Regions from separate parts of the Mus musculus genome. Here region 1 is linked to region 2. A link is a contact called in public HiChIP or PLAC-seq data. All regions are on one chromosome and are shown on one strand. The core of a region is the stretch at or near the end of the contact, and the rest is flanking DNA. Distances in the headings are between cores, read along the strand shown.

The links. HiChIP or PLAC-seq counts read pairs in DNA pulled down with a chosen protein or histone mark.
Region 1: a contact with region 2 is called in an H3K4me3 HiChIP or PLAC-seq map of embryonic stem cells, with 5 times the contacts expected there. The contact joins the enhancer-like site here to the promoter of Rab34 in region 2. A contact is called at or near these places in 4 of 115 datasets of contacts at active chromatin or transcription factors (bone marrow-derived macrophages, embryonic stem cells, memory CD8 T cells and 1 more) and 2 of 9 other capture datasets (adipose tissue and pancreatic islet).

Annotation. Positions count from the first base shown.
Region 1 is chr11:78,354,393-78,362,310 of GRCm38.p6, reverse strand. It overlaps Foxn1 (forkhead box N1), which reads left to right. Exons shown (of 9, transcript NM_008238.2): 7 at 678-885; 8 at 1,043-1,534; 9 at 3,241-4,734. The coding sequence ends at 3,560. Among named protein-coding and RNA genes, the nearest start is that of Gm30367, 14 kb to the left of the region's middle. Within about 2 kb of position 2,065, at least 141 of the 459 cell types and tissues checked have an H3K27ac peak or open chromatin away from gene starts, as enhancers often do. A contact at or near this core is called in bone marrow-derived macrophages, embryonic stem cells and pancreatic cancer cells, where this site is marked.
Region 2 is chr11:78,186,640-78,193,451 of GRCm38.p6, reverse strand. Rab34 (RAB34, member RAS oncogene family) reads right to left here and starts at 4,704. Exons shown (of 10, transcript NM_033475.3): 1 at 4,062-4,704; 2 at 3,790-3,881; 3 at 3,257-3,322; 4 at 3,062-3,163; 5 at 2,910-2,974; 6 at 2,716-2,767; 7 at 2,163-2,244; 8 at 1,997-2,087; 9 at 1,770-1,877; 10 at 1,259-1,678. The coding sequence starts at 4,115. The coding sequence ends at 1,611. It also overlaps a transcript of Proca1 not described here. RefSeq lists an enhancer at 3,681-3,913.

The DNA.
Region 1 (7,918 bases), core at 816-3,315, 170 kb before region 2:
CAAAAACAATAAAAGCAGTGAGGTGGTGGTTAAGAACACTGGCTGCTCTTGCAGAGGACTTGAATTCAGTTCCCAGCCCCACATGGTGGTTTACAAACTATCTATAACTCCAGTTCCAGGAGATTCAGTGCCCTCTTTGACAGACTCCTGTATGCATGTGGTGCATAGACAGACATACAGGCACCCACATGTACACATAAAGTGCATAATAAATATACAAAGGGTCACATCCTCTGAAGGGTCTAGACTAAGAGCTAGGTAGGGTAACAGCAGCTTTTAGATTTTAGCTAAAAAAAAACTAACTTAGGCCAGGCAGTGGTGGTGCACGCCTTTAATCCCAGCACTTGGGAGGCAGAGGCTGGTGGATTTCTGAGTTCGAGGTCAGCCTGGTCTACAGAGTGAGTTCCAGGACAGCCAGGGCTATACAGAGAAACCCTGTCTCGAAAAACCAAACCAAACCAAACCAAACCAAACAAACCAAAAAACAAAAACTAACTTAGGATCAACGATTCTGCCCACTAAAGGGTTCTACGAATGCTTTTGGAGCTGAATACATCAAGCCAGAGTGTGTAGAGACCCTATGTATAGAATTGGCGAAGGAATGTTCTAGAATCCCCAGACCTAGAGCCATTTCTTGCCGCCTGAACCCAACCTGGATTCTTGTTCTGCTCTGGTAGACTGCTCCTGATGGCTGGAAGAATTCTGTTCGCCATAACCTGTCCCTCAACAAGTGCTTTGAGAAGGTGGAGAATAAATCCGGAAGTTCCTCTCGAAAGGGCTGTCTGTGGGCCCTCAATCCTTCCAAAATCGACAAGATGCAGGAAGAACTGCAGAAGTGGAAGAGGAAAGACCCCATTGCTGTGCGCAAAAGCATGGCCAAACCAGGTGAGGCTGTCAGGCCTGTGTGAGAAAGGCCAAGGGACCTGGGTACCAGAATGAAGAAGAGCAGAGCCTGGGGAGAGAGGGATACAGGGAGGGGGGTCTGGGCTGGGAGGCTACAAAGGAGAGAGGCCTCATGGTGTTTTCTTTTGGGCCTTTGCAGAAGAGCTGGACAGCCTCATTGGAGACAAAAGGGAAAAACTGGGCTCTCCGCTGCTGGGCTGTCCACCCCCTGGGCTGGCAGGCCCAGGTCCCATCCGGCCCATGGCACCATCAGCTGGTCTTTCCCAGCCTCTGCACCCAATGCATCCAGCTCCAGGCCCCATGCCTGGCAAGAACCCCCTGCAGGACCTACTGGGTGGCCATGCTCCCTCCTGCTATGGGCAGACCTACCCACACCTTTCCCCCAGCCTGGCCCCTTCTGGACACCAGCAGCCATTGTTCCCACAGCCAGATGGGCATCTTGAGCTGCAGGCCCAGCCAGGCACCCCCCAGGACTCACCTCTACCTGCCCACACACCACCCAGCCACGGTGCCAAGCTGATGGCTGAGCCTTCCTCAGCCAGGACCATGCACGATACTCTACTGCCAGATGGAGACCTTGGGACTGACCTGGATGCTATCAACCCTTCTCTCACTGACTTCGACTTCCAGGGTGAGCTGGGAGCTGGGAGCTGGGAAGGGTGGGACAGGACTAGAGAGGTGCTCTTGGCTGCGTGGCCTAGCCTCTTCATGTCTCTAGGCTGCCACCTGCTGGCTCCTGAGTTTCTTGTCACCTGAGGCGGATGACTAGGAATGTTAAATTCGCATTTGCTCCCTGCCCTCCAGATCATGAGCTAAAAGGCTCTTTCCCCCATCTCCCCCCTCCTGGTACTCTGATCATGTACCAGATGGCTTCATCATCAAACCGCTCATCTGACAAAGCTGGGAAAAGCCGGAAGTTCCATTGGTGTACTTGACTGTGAGGGACTGGGAGGCTAAACGTTCCAAAATCATTTGCGTTTTATCAGAATTTAGCTTTCACTTCAGGAGACAGACTTTCTATGGAATGGAAGACCTCAGAGCTAAGCATGTCCTAGAGAGATTTGAGGGTACAAGCCCAGAGAGGTGAATCTTTACATTCTCCTCCATCTTGCCCGCTCCATCCTACAGGCAGCCAAGCCCCACCCTCTACCCTTCTAAGCCCCGCCCCTTCCCGTTTGAACTGTAGTGTACCGAGCAAGCCTTTTTGGAGGAGGCTGTTGATCTATACCTTAGACTGTTAGAAATAAACTTCACATAGACCTTCATTCCAGACCTGCTGCGGCTGCAGAGAACAGGCGGCTGCAGAGGAGGCTATGTGGACGTGGGATACTATAAATTCTATCAGAAGGCTAGAGATGTGGGTAGGGGGTAAAGCGTTTGCCTAGCATGCACCAATCCTTAGTTAGGGTCAATACCCCAGCATCACAAAACCCTTAATTAATACCCACTCAAGCTCCTACTGAGTACCAGGCATCTTGCAAACAGCTTTACATATGTTCTTCCCATCTGGACCTAGCAAACAATACTATACAGAGAGATACATCCACTCAAGGTCGCTGGGCCAGAAAGAAGGAGTTGAACCCAGGTGGCCAAGAGCAGCCAGCGTTGTCAGGTCTCTTTCTCCACCCTGCGGTGATGATGTTCCAGGCAGCGACTCCAGTCACTGGCCTGCCACGCGGCAGGTCACACGACCCTAGGAGGAACTCAGTGACAGCACTGTTTGTTCCTCAGAGTCAAGTGTCCTTTCTGGTTCTATCCCTGTACCTTGGGTCCTGTGAGGGGGCGGGGAGGAGGGTCTAGGGAGCCAGACCTGTGTACCTCATCAAGTTCGGTGGTGCACTGTGGGAAGACTGTAGGCGGCAAATCAACCTTTGGGAACCAAGGCAGAAGCCTGAGTGAAGAGGTTCAGGGGGGCCTCTAGGCCGCTTCCAAGAAGAGCTTTGCAACAACCTTCAAATGGGCAAATCCTTAACCTTAATCTAGTACCCTGTTCTTCTCGAAGAGGCCCAGAGGTTACCTGCAACTATGGCAGTGGTTCTCAACCTCTGGGTCGCGACCCCGATGGAAAGTCTGATGACCCTTTCATAGGGGTCGCCTGCATCTATGGCTTTTACACCGTGCTACCTTGGAGCTCGGAGCTGGACTCTGAGGCTCAGGAAAAAAAAAAAAAAGTTCAGTGATTACTTGAGGTCCCAGAGTGGATGCCAAGATAGGCTTCCAGTCCGCATCACCAGACTCCTGTTCTCTGAGGCTTCTGAGGTACTTGGGTGGGAGACAGACTGGGCTTAACTCTCTATGGCCTGCCAATGATGAGGCTTCTTCCCTCTCCCCGACTAGGAAATCTGTGGGAGCAGCTGAAGGATGACAGCTTGGCCCTGGACCCCCTCGTATTGGTGACCTCGTCGCCGACGTCATCCTCCATGTTGCCACCCCCACCAGCAGCCCATTGCTTCCCCCCAGGGCCTTGTCTGGCAGAAACAGGCAATGAGGCAGGTGAACTGGCACCTCCAGGCAGCGGCGGCTCCGGTGCTCTGGGAGACATGCACCTCAGCACTCTCTACTCCGCCTTTGTGGAACTGGAGTCCACGCCCTCCTCAGCAGCTGCCGGCCCTGCCGTGTACCTCAGTCCCGGCTCAAAGCCATTGGCTCTGGCTTGAGCTATGCCCAACATCAGCTGCGGCCTTTGCCTAGCTGGCTGCCCCATATTGGGCTCACCTTAAAGGTCAAAGAAGGAAAACACTACCTGTCTCCTATGCCACTCAGCCAACTTATTTGTTAGCCAGAAGTTGGGGGCATCCATCTAGGATGCTACCTGGTGGACCCGCATCTCACACGGGGCCCCCAGCAAGGAAAGTGTCGGAAAAGAAGCAACAGCGCGCCCCCTAGCGCCAGCTCACTCGAACTTCAGCTCTCGAGCGTGAACTCAAGCTCTACACACCTGCTCATCATGTGCCTTACACTCAGAGGAAGCCTTGGGTCACAGAGTCTGATTTGATTTCTGGGGCAGCTGAGAGCTAAAAGCTTTAGTTAGCAAAGCTCAGGGCCAGTGTGACAGGTCAAAGATCACCCCTCCAAACCTCATCCCAATCCCCATGTGCTCTACAGACTTGGCCCTCTCCCAGAAATCTCTATTTATTCTCCCATCTTACACCCTTAAAGCCTACAGGGGCTCCTCCCGTATGACCTGTGAACCCCTTAGGGAGACAACTACTTCATAGAATTTATCTATACATCTTCAGTATATACTCTGGTTGGCCATCTCCAAGGTGACACACAGAAGGGGCAGCATCTACCCTGGGACCAAACTGAGCCCAAATCCAACACAACATGTTTGGAAAAAAAAAAAAAAACTTGTCCTCAGAAACTTGAACCCCCTCTCTTAGTCTCAGCCACAGGAAAGGCCCCCTTCAGGTTGCCAAGTCTCACTCTTTCTCAATGAGAGGTTCATATAGTTCAAGCCCCAGCCTATTGGATGCGGTCAACTGTCTTAAGCATCCTGAGTAACTAGGGTTTGCAACCCGCTACAGGATGATGTGTGTGTGTGTGTGTGTGTGTGTGTGTGTGATACCCCCCCACACACACACACACATACACACACCTGCATAGCAGACTTGGGGCTCCCAGGGAGCCGGCAGAATGTCCGTGGAGCTGAGCTGTGACTCAGATGCCCACCATGACCCACCAAATGGGATCCCCAGCTTTCCCAGGGCCTGAGGGCAACCAGAACCTCCATAGGTTGTCCCCAAGCTCACACGAGGGTGGGCGGATCCCTCAGTCATCTACCATTGTCCCCTGTCCTGGAACAATAAAGTAAGCGCCTGATGGTTGCAACTACTGAGCCTTCGTTTTTTGGGACCTTCAGTCCCCAAGCAGGGTGTCTACAAGGACTCTAAAGATATAGATGTAGATGTAGCTATAGATAGATCATATATATGGAGTGGGTGTGTGTGCATTGGAAAATGTGTGCTGTGTATGTTTGTGCATATGTGTGCTGCCCCCCAAAAGGCATCAGATTCCCTGGAGCTGGAGTTACAAGCAGTTGTGAGCCTCTGGGTGGATGCTGGGAACCAAACTTAGGATCTCTAGCAGAGCAGCAAGCACTCTTAACTGTCTGAGCATCTCTCCTACCTTAGTAAGGCATCTAGACCAGTGGTCCTCAACTTGTGGGTTGAAGCCCCTTTGGGCCAAATCAAATGGCCCTTTCACATGAGTCATATATCATAGACTCCATAGCAGATGATATTTATATTTTGGTTCATAACAGTAGTAAAATTACCATTATGAAATAGCAATGAAGTAATTTTACAGTCAGGGGTCACCACAGCACGAGGAGCTACATGGGGGGTGGGGTGGGGGGGGAGTCACAACATTAGGAAGGTTGAGAACCACTGCTCTAGACCAAGCAGAGTGAGCAGCCAGGCAAGGCCTCTTCTCAGAGGAACTTGAAAAATGGGGATCTGGGCTTAGCTGTCCAGAGAAAGGAGCTGACTTCTTTCAATGACTCTTCTTCTGACACCTGTCCGATGCTGCCGTGACTGACCCAAATCGCACAAGACAGGGTCACTGTTGTGGCTGGAGAGATGACTCAGTGGTTAAGAGCACTCACTGCTCTTCCAGGGGGCCTGAGTTCCATTCCCAGCACCTTATAACCTCTGTAATTCCAGGTCCAGGAGACCTGATGCTTCTGCCCTCTGGCCTCTAAGGGCTCTGCACTCTCATGTAGGCATACATTTCTTTCTTCCTTTCTTCCTTTCTTCCTTTCTTCCTTTCTTCCTTTCTTCCTTCCTTCCTTCCTTCCTTCCTTTCTTTCTTTCTTTCTTTCTTTCTTTCTTTCTTTCTTTCTTTTAAAGAAAAGAAAGGGCCACTTCCCTTTCTAGGGTGTATCTTCTTGTCACTACCTGGGAGAGATGCTAAGTCTGTTTGGGGCCCTGGGTTCCATGGGTGACAAGATGGGGCATAACTTGATGCTGCCTGTGCTGCTGCTGGTGGAAGATGAACTCAGGAAGGTCAGGAGTCCTTCCAGCCCACCCCATAGGTAGCGGTGACTGTAAGAGTAAGGGGCAGCTCTATAGCTCCCCCCTCCAGAAGCACACACATGAGTCTAGATCAGTCACATGTGGGTCTTTGACTTAAGTTAGTCTAGGGGTCAGGCCCAGAGCCCAGCCAACACCTACAGGGCTCTACAAAGAATCCCAGAGCAGAAGCTCACCCCACATTAGTGCCTACCTCCCTCCTAAGGCTCTAGGAAGGAGCTGGGATGGGGTAGGGTAGGACATGGGAGAGGCATGGCCAGCTGGCACACCCCAAAAAACAAACTGTTTGCCTCACTGGGAGAGGGATACAGTTGTCTGCCAAATCCCAGAGTGTGTGGTGCCAGCTTTGGCCAGGGCTGGCATGCATCTTGACACTCAGGCCCTCAGGCACAGGACAAGTGATTCCTAAAACTGTTCTTGGACCCACCTCCTTTGTTCTTGACACTTGGGACCTAGAGGCGCAGACAAGCATCCCACTACCCCAATATACCTTAAACTAGGAGACAAGGAATCTCCAGGAGGCCTTCCATCAAATCTGTCCCTATGGGCACGTCATGTGTGAGCTGGCTGCCTGAGCAAGGACAGTGGGTGGCAAACAGATCGGATTTTGGGTATAATTGTCCCTAGATTGCACATCAGATTTTAAAACTGGACCAACTCCATTTTGAAAACAAAGCCCACACGCTTGCTCCTATGCTGCCCCCTGCTGGCCAGACCCTGGTTAAGCTGGGACTGGCCAGAGAATTTGTAAATCCTTTACTTTTGGGGAGGAATTAGCCCTTTTGTTTAGGGATTCCACAAAAATTCTCAAACTACTGGGTCATAGAAGTGCACATGTGTAATCTAGGCTCTTGGAGTGTGGATGCAGGAGAATTGGGAGCATGAGGTCAAGTTTCTTTTCTTTTTTTTTTAAAGATGTATTTATTTTATGTATGTAAGTATATTTTATGAGTGTGAGTACACTGTAGCTGTTTCAGACACACCAGAAGAGGGCATTGGATCCCATTACAGATGGTTGTGATCCACCATGTGGTTGCTTGGAATTGAATTCAGGATCTCTGGAAGAACAGTCAGTGCTCTTAACCGCTGAGCCATCTCTCCAGCCCCATGAGGTCAAGTTTCAGCTACATAGCCAGTTCAAGAAAATAATTCAAAGGCCCATAAGCTTGGAAGAAAAAAATATACATCATCAAGGGCTGGAAAGATGAGCCAGTGGGTAAGAGCATTGGAGATGACTTCAGATCCCAGCACCCACACAAAAAGCCACACGTGCCTGACCGTCTAGCAATAGGAGATAAGGGACAGAGACAGAGGATCGTCGGGCTTACTGCCCAATGGCTCTGATCAGTCTCAAAGGAGTAAGACAAAAAGCAGGGCCCTCTGGCATGTGTGTGTGTATAGGCACATACATCCACACATAAGCAATTACACACAGCACACCGCATTCACACTCATACAGACACAAAGTTTCATCGTTTTGATCTTTACTTGAAACTTAGCAAAGCTGATGACAGATTGCAAGCTTAGACTTTACCAAAGAAGCCATGCCCGATGAGCTACTGCAGGCTCACCCGGGCACTCAGAGGCTGAAGGAGGATGGTGACTTGAGCTAGGATTTCAAAGCCAGCCTGGCTGCCATAATGAGATGCTGTCTCTTAAAACAGAAGAGAGCCCAAATCCCAGCACTCAGGAGGCAGAGGCAGGTGGATCTCTGAATTCAAGGCCAACCTGGTCTCCAGAGAGAGTAGTTCCAGGACAGCCAGGGCTGGAAGACAATGGTTGAGTTTTTGCCTCGTGCTTGTGAAGACCTGGATTCCAAGTTCCAGTTCTACAAAAAGAAAAAAGGATAAAAAAAGAATCATATATCTTCATAAAATATTATAAGCATTGTAACACACACACAAACATGTCATTTTAAAAACAAACATTTGGGGCTGGTGAGATGGCTCAGTGGTTAAGAGTGCCGACTGCTCTTCCAAAGG
Region 2 (6,812 bases), core at 3,455-5,954:
TAACCCCCTAGTAGTAAGGGTGGATTACTTCCTTAGAGTTGCTGGTCAGGGAAGCCTCTAGAACAATAGGGCTATTTACCACTGCTGTCAGCAACATTCCAAAACTGAATGGTAAGACCCTGTTGTTAATGATGTCATATGTGTTGGTTACAGGACTTGGGACTGAGCCAGAAGTGTCTGTACCAGTGGCCTGGCTCCTGTAGTACAGAAAGTGCAGTGAAGGATTTCTGGGGAGGATCATAACCCAAAGTCCTATTCAGAATTCTGAGTGTTTCATGATAGAAAGGTCACACAGCCGGTTCTGCAGGGAGATCAAACATTCTCCCCTTCAGGAAAGTTCCTTAAGCTCAGGAAGTAAACAACTCAAAGGCTTCAGGAAATCCCTGAAACTGAGCAGGTGTACTAGACCCCTTCTCCCCCAAGCATATTTAAGCAGTCAGGACTGCTTGAGAGACACTCTCAGACAAGCTGAGCTGGCTGGAAGCCCCTCTGATCTGCCCAGTTGTCCGCAGGCTGTGCAGTGTGCTCCTCATTTCCAGCTTTCATAAACTGTCACTCATACTGGAGTGGCTTTCGGTGATGCAGCCGTCTTTGAGTCATTTCTGCTTCTGTACGCAGCCCCTCACCCATATCCCTGTAAGTAACCCAATTAAACTCATTGCTTCTCCAAGTTGGACTTAGATATGTATCCTTTAGTCTACCATCAGTTCTCTATCTGGGACAAATAGATTGTCTCTCTAGGGACACAGTCACACAATACTTAGGTACATGGTAATTTTGAGGTCAGGCTGGCCTACAAGAGACCCTACCTCAAGAAGAAAGGGAGAGGGAGACAGAGAGGAAAGAAAACAGCAAGGAAAGGGTAGTTACTCAGATTTTAACCCAGAGAATCTAGAAGATATAGTTAGTCTCCAAAACCTGATCTCTGAGACGTCAGCCAGTGTGAGCCCTGTTTTAGGAGCCAGGAATGAACAGAATCCCCATAGGGGCTCCAATCCCCAAATCGCTACATGCCCCCACTACACCTATTATCTCTAGTAAGGACTCCAGCCTAGAAAATGCTAATAACGGGGCTGGAGAGATGGCTCAGCGGTTAAGAGCACTGATTACTCTTCCAAAGGTCCTGAGTTCAATTCCCAGCAACCACATGGTGGCTCACAACCATCTGTAATGGGATCTGATGCCCTCTTCTGGTGTGTCTAAAGATAGCTACAGTGTACTCATATACATAAAATAAATAAATCTTTAAAGAAAGAAAGAAAATGCTAATAATGGACTTTAATGCATAAGGCACAGTGTAAGGCTAAAATCATTAAGCATTTTTATACATGAAAGGCCCAGCAGGCTGAGCAAAAGCAGCAAGAACACTGCCCCTCACCAGGCACCCTGGAGAGCCCCAGAGGAACAGAGGGTCATCCAGTCTTTGGCATGGTGCCTGGGGGCAGCAAATGACTAGCATGGTCCCTGTCACCTTCTGGGGGGCACTGACATCAATGGATAGCTCTTTGGTCTGGAAAAAGTCAGTGCAAATGTCCAGGGGTTGAGTTCTGGAGCAGTTGCAGGTAGCACGGTACCCCGGAAATGGGAAGTCTCTGGACAGTCCTCACTGCTCAGGGACAACATGTGGCCTTTTTCTTGCTGGCAGTTAGGTACAGGTTTTTGTCATCGCTGTTGATGCCTGAAAAGGGATGGGAAATATATGAACCATGGATTGAAGGTAACCACCCCACCTCCGCTCTCTGCCACTGTTAACCAGGTGGTTAACTTACGAACAACATCTGCAATGTGCCGAGCCCCGGATTTCTCCAGCTCCGCCAGGACATTGGCCTCAAAGGTTAGTGCTGCCACACGGAAGAAGAATTCCCGGACATTCTCACCTGACATGAGGAGCAGAAACCTCAGGGGAACACTATAGAACACTGGACCAGGCTTAGATGCAGGAGGGAGAGGAGAGGTAGGCAGGTATGCACAGCAGAAGGCTGGAGCCCCAACTCACCAGTGAGGGAGGACACCGCCCAGTACTCGGCCTTAATCTCTTGGGCCACCTTGAGGGCATCCTTCTCCATTAGGGAATACTGAGCAGGAGTCTGTGGGAAAATCAGAGTCAGACCGGGGGTGGGTCCCCTCACCAAGGTGGGAAGGTCCTCCACTGGCACACTCACACTCAGGTCCTTCTTGGAACCCACAAGGAAGAGGAGCACGTTGGAAGGGTCGTTCTCCTTGAGGGCATCAGTGAGCCACTGCCTGCCACAGACGGATGGTGGATAGCATTAAAGACTGAGTGAGCCTGGCAGGCCCCGTCCATCCACTTTCCCATGTCCAGTTACGAGCTCTGGCTTTTCTCTCCACCCCAGCCCCCACCTCTGTTACTCCAAAGGACCCATCCCAGATTTCTATGCATTGTTGGCAAGTCCCTACCGCTGAGCTAGAGACAGCACTTAGATACATTCTCTTTTCCCAATTGATCCCAACTTCTTTCTTTCTTTCTTTCTTTTTTTTTTTTTTTTTTTTGGTTTTTCGAGACAGGGTTTCTCTGTATAGCCCTGGCTGTCCTGGAACTCACTCTGTAGACCAGGCTGGCCTCAAACTCAGAAATCCGCCTGCCTCTGCTTCCTGAGTGCTGGGATTAAAGGCGTGCACCACCATGCCTGGCTTTGATCCCCTTTTCTAAAACCTCCCTGGACTTTCCCATCCTGTTCTGGCATCCTCACATACTTGGTGTGTTCCAGGGATGCCACGTCATTCAGGTTGAAGACAATGATGATGGCTGAAAGAGTGACAGAAACAGCTGCAGACTGACAGGAAGATGAATGGATGGATGTCTTTGCCTTTTCCCTGTCCATCACCTCTCCTCAGAACACTGACTGATGTGCTCTTAGACTTCCTGCATTCCAGAGCCAAATCCCTACCTTGAGCTCCACGGTAGTAGGTGGAAGCAATGCACTTGAACCTTTCCTGACCAGCCGTGTCCCAACTGGAAGAAAGGAGAGCAGAACCCAGATAATAGGGTGTGCAAAATGGGATGACAAGGCTATCTGGAAGGAGTGGAAGAGACACTCACAGTTGGAGACTGAAGGGGACACCCAAGACTTCAAATCGTTCCATCTCAAAATCCACTCCGATGGTAGCCTTGTAATTCTTATCGAAGGTGTCTTTGCAGAACCTAAGGAGACACCAAGTAGCCTGTAGCCCCGCCTACCCTGTTAAACTGGATCCAGCTGAGTCTTTGCCCGGCCAAGCTCCAGTACCCTGTTACCTATTAATGAGACAGGTCTTCCCCACAGATAGGTCTCCCACAACGATGACCTTGGATATCTTAAATCTGTTGGACAGAAGAGTGGATGGACAGAGAAAATCCATATCAACTAAGGTACATTACCATAGATAGGCAGGTCTCCCTGGAAGCCCAGAAAGTCCTGCACAGATGTGCTGTGGAGCAGTGTTCAACATTAGGGACTTTCAGACCTGTTTTTCTGGAGTGATGGGGGAGGAAGTCGTGTAGTGCTGGGGGTAGCCTAGGAGGGCTCTGCACATGTTAGAATAGTGTGATCGTTCACTCTGTCTCTGTCTGTCTGTCACTCCTCCCCGCTCTCAGATACCCCGCCCCCGACTAGAGGTTCTATGGGTGGTGTGACTCTCCCTGTTGGATGTCTTTTCCATAGGCTCACAACCTCAATGGGAGGAAACTGGGAGAACATCAGAACTGAGGCATAACCTTGTAACCACAAAGGGGTGAATGACTTCAAAGTTTCTTGAGTAATTTTTTAGCTAGGAGTGTCCCTAACTCACCCCACGGTGCCTGTCCGGTGCTCCTGGCAGGCGCAAGTGACGCGGGGGTGGAAGTCTTTGCGCACGTGCAAAGCGGCCTCTTTCTTCAGGCACTGAGAGGAACATTGTGAGAATGGAGCTTTTGTGCCATAGCCAAGCAGCCCTGGGCTGGGGGTGGGGTGGGAAGCGGACCACCCAGGAGCAGCGGGCCTTGCAGGGCGACGGGGCTGGGCCACCTTCTCCCCGCCCACACTCAGCGACAGCCAGAGGCCCGACGTGGCCCTGGTGCCTACCTGGGGCAGCTCCGCCAGGACGCGGTCCCTCCGCACGGGCGCCAGAATGTTCATCTTGTCTGCGGCCTTGCGGGGCTCCCCGGGAAGGCGCAGAGGCCTGATCCGCCCCGGCGGCCGGGACCCGTGGAGACCCGACGATTATCCGCGGCCGCGGGGTACCGACAATCACCCGGGGCCACGGAGAGCCTGTGGGAGCCCTCGGCCTTGGAGACGCTACGACCACCGCGGGCCAAGGGGACGAGACAATCACCCCGGGTCTGGGAGAGCCCACAATCACCCGAGCCCGGGGCGTCCCGAAGACCACTCGGGGGCGGGGAGATCCCCCGGCCGCTAGTTGTGGGCGGGGAGTCGCGTCCCGGGGAGCCCGGGCCCGCGCGGATCCTACAATGACACGGGGTCGGATAGCCCCTACGATAACCCGGGGCCGCGGAGACCCGACGACAACTCGGGGCTGGGATGGCCCTACCATAACAGAGAGGCCTGGGGGGGCTCGGGGCCGCCCCGCCACACGGGGTCACTTTGCGCAGGGGCAGCAACTGCCGACGCCCTCGACCGGTGAGAGGAGGGGGCGACAACCCTAGACGCGCAGCGAGGCCCGCCGTCCCACTCTGCGAGCGTTGCAACACGATCCCCGGAAATTCCTGGAGAAGGGCCGCCCCCTGCCCCGCACCCCGTCGCTCCCGGGTTTGCAGCCGCCTTCAGCGCGGCCCTCGCCAACCCCCTCCTCTCCTCTCCTCCTCGCGCGCTGCCCGGGCTCCAGATGCCCTACCCAACGCCAGGACCGCCTACACCCAGACTGGAGCCTTTCCAGACTGGGATCCCTTAAGTCTCTCCCCTCCATCTCCCTGTTGGAGCCGCGTCTTCCCCGGGACCACTTACCCAACGGAACTGGTGATGGGGAACCCGTGATTGTAGCACAGCATCTGGCAAGACCCGGAGCCGCCGAGGGGAAAAGGGGGAGAGAAGGGGCCCAAGGAGAGGCGGTGCTTCCCTCCACGACTCCAGGCCTGGCACATGACTCATAGAGTCTGCCCCTGCTCGCCCTTCTGCCCTGGGAGGTGAGAGGGATCTCCTAACGGGGGTGTCAAGATCTGAACGAGGTGTCCACTAAGGACCAGACGTCCCAGATCTGTTGACTTCTCCCGTCGAGCCTCCTTCCATGAAAGATAAAGAAGTGTTAGGTAGACTGTGAAACTTCGTCTTTTGGCGTGGTCACTCACCACTATGGGATTGCAGAACCCTGCTTCTAATACGGATGAACATTTTCTAGCCGGAATAGAACAGTCAAAACCAGAACAGCTTTTCCTTTTTGTACACACACACCGCCCGCGCAAAGAAGAAATTGATATATGTTTATATGTTTGGAGCTAAATTTGAAGATACAAAAATGAGTGGAATACAGTATTAGAAGGGGAAGACTAGTTCAGGATTGAGGACTATGAAATTATTCACAAGAAAAACTAGAGTAAGAGAAATCACAGCTGTCTCAGCTGTGGCTAAAACTACTTAAGGATCATTACTGGCGTCTAGCACGGGGGCTGACACCTGTGGTTCTAGCACTTATGAGGCTGGGGACTTTACTTTAAAGCCAGCCTGGACTACAGAGTATGACTTTTGTCTTTTTTTTTTTTTTTTTTTTTTTTTGGTTTTTTTCGAGACAGGGTTTCTCTGTATAGCCCTGGCTGTCCTGGAACTCACTTTGTAGACCAGGCTGGCCTCGAACTCAGAAATCCGCCTGCCTCTGCCTCCTGAGTGCTGGGATTAAAGGCGTGCGCCACCTTGCCCGGTGACTTTTGTCTTAAAATAAATCTGGATGTGATGCACTTGGAGGCAGAGGTAGACCTTTGTGAGTTTGAAGCCAACCTGATTTACTTAAAGAGCTCCAGGCAATTCAGAGTTGTGTTGTGAGGTCCTGTCTCAAGAACTAAGAGGAGGAGGAGAGGGAGGAAGAGGAGGAGGAGGAAAACAATGATTAGGTTTGGAGAGACAGTTCAAGAAGGCTCAGAGGTTAAGAGCACTGACTGCTCTTCCAAAGGTCCTGAGTTCAAATCCCAGCAACCACATGGTGTCTGACAATCATCTGTAACAAGATCTGACTCCCTCTTCTAGAATGTCTGAAGACAGCTACAGTGTAGTTACATATAATAAATCAATCAATCAAAAAAAAAAGTAATTAAGAACACTTGCTGCTGATCTTATAGAGATCAGGGTTTCTGCTCCGACCTGTACCCCGAGTTCCAGGGGTTTAGACACACTCTTCTCTCCTCCTGCACCAAGCATGCATGTGCTACACAGTTTCATGCAGGCAAAACACTCATACACATAAAATAATTTTAAATACTAGGGACTGTAGATCATGTAGTCATGTAGTAATGACTGCAGTCATTACTCAACAGTGTACAGTGCATGTGTGTTCTGAGAGAAGGCCCTTAGTTTATTTCCCAGCAGCCACATGTTGTCTTCTCCTGTTGAGCCTCCTCCCGTGGTTCAGGACCACCAGGAACTCCAGCTCCAGGGTATCCTAAACCTGGCTGCTGTGGTTACCTACATGTACACACATGCAGACACACATGCACATACATGCACACACATGCAGACAAACACGCACATACATGCACACACATACAGACACACATGCTCACACATACATTTAAAAAAGTAAAATCTTTTTGTTGTTGTTATTGACTTGGTTTTTCTCTGTGTAGCCCTGGCTGTCCTGGAACTTGCTTTGTAGACCAGGCTATCCTCGAA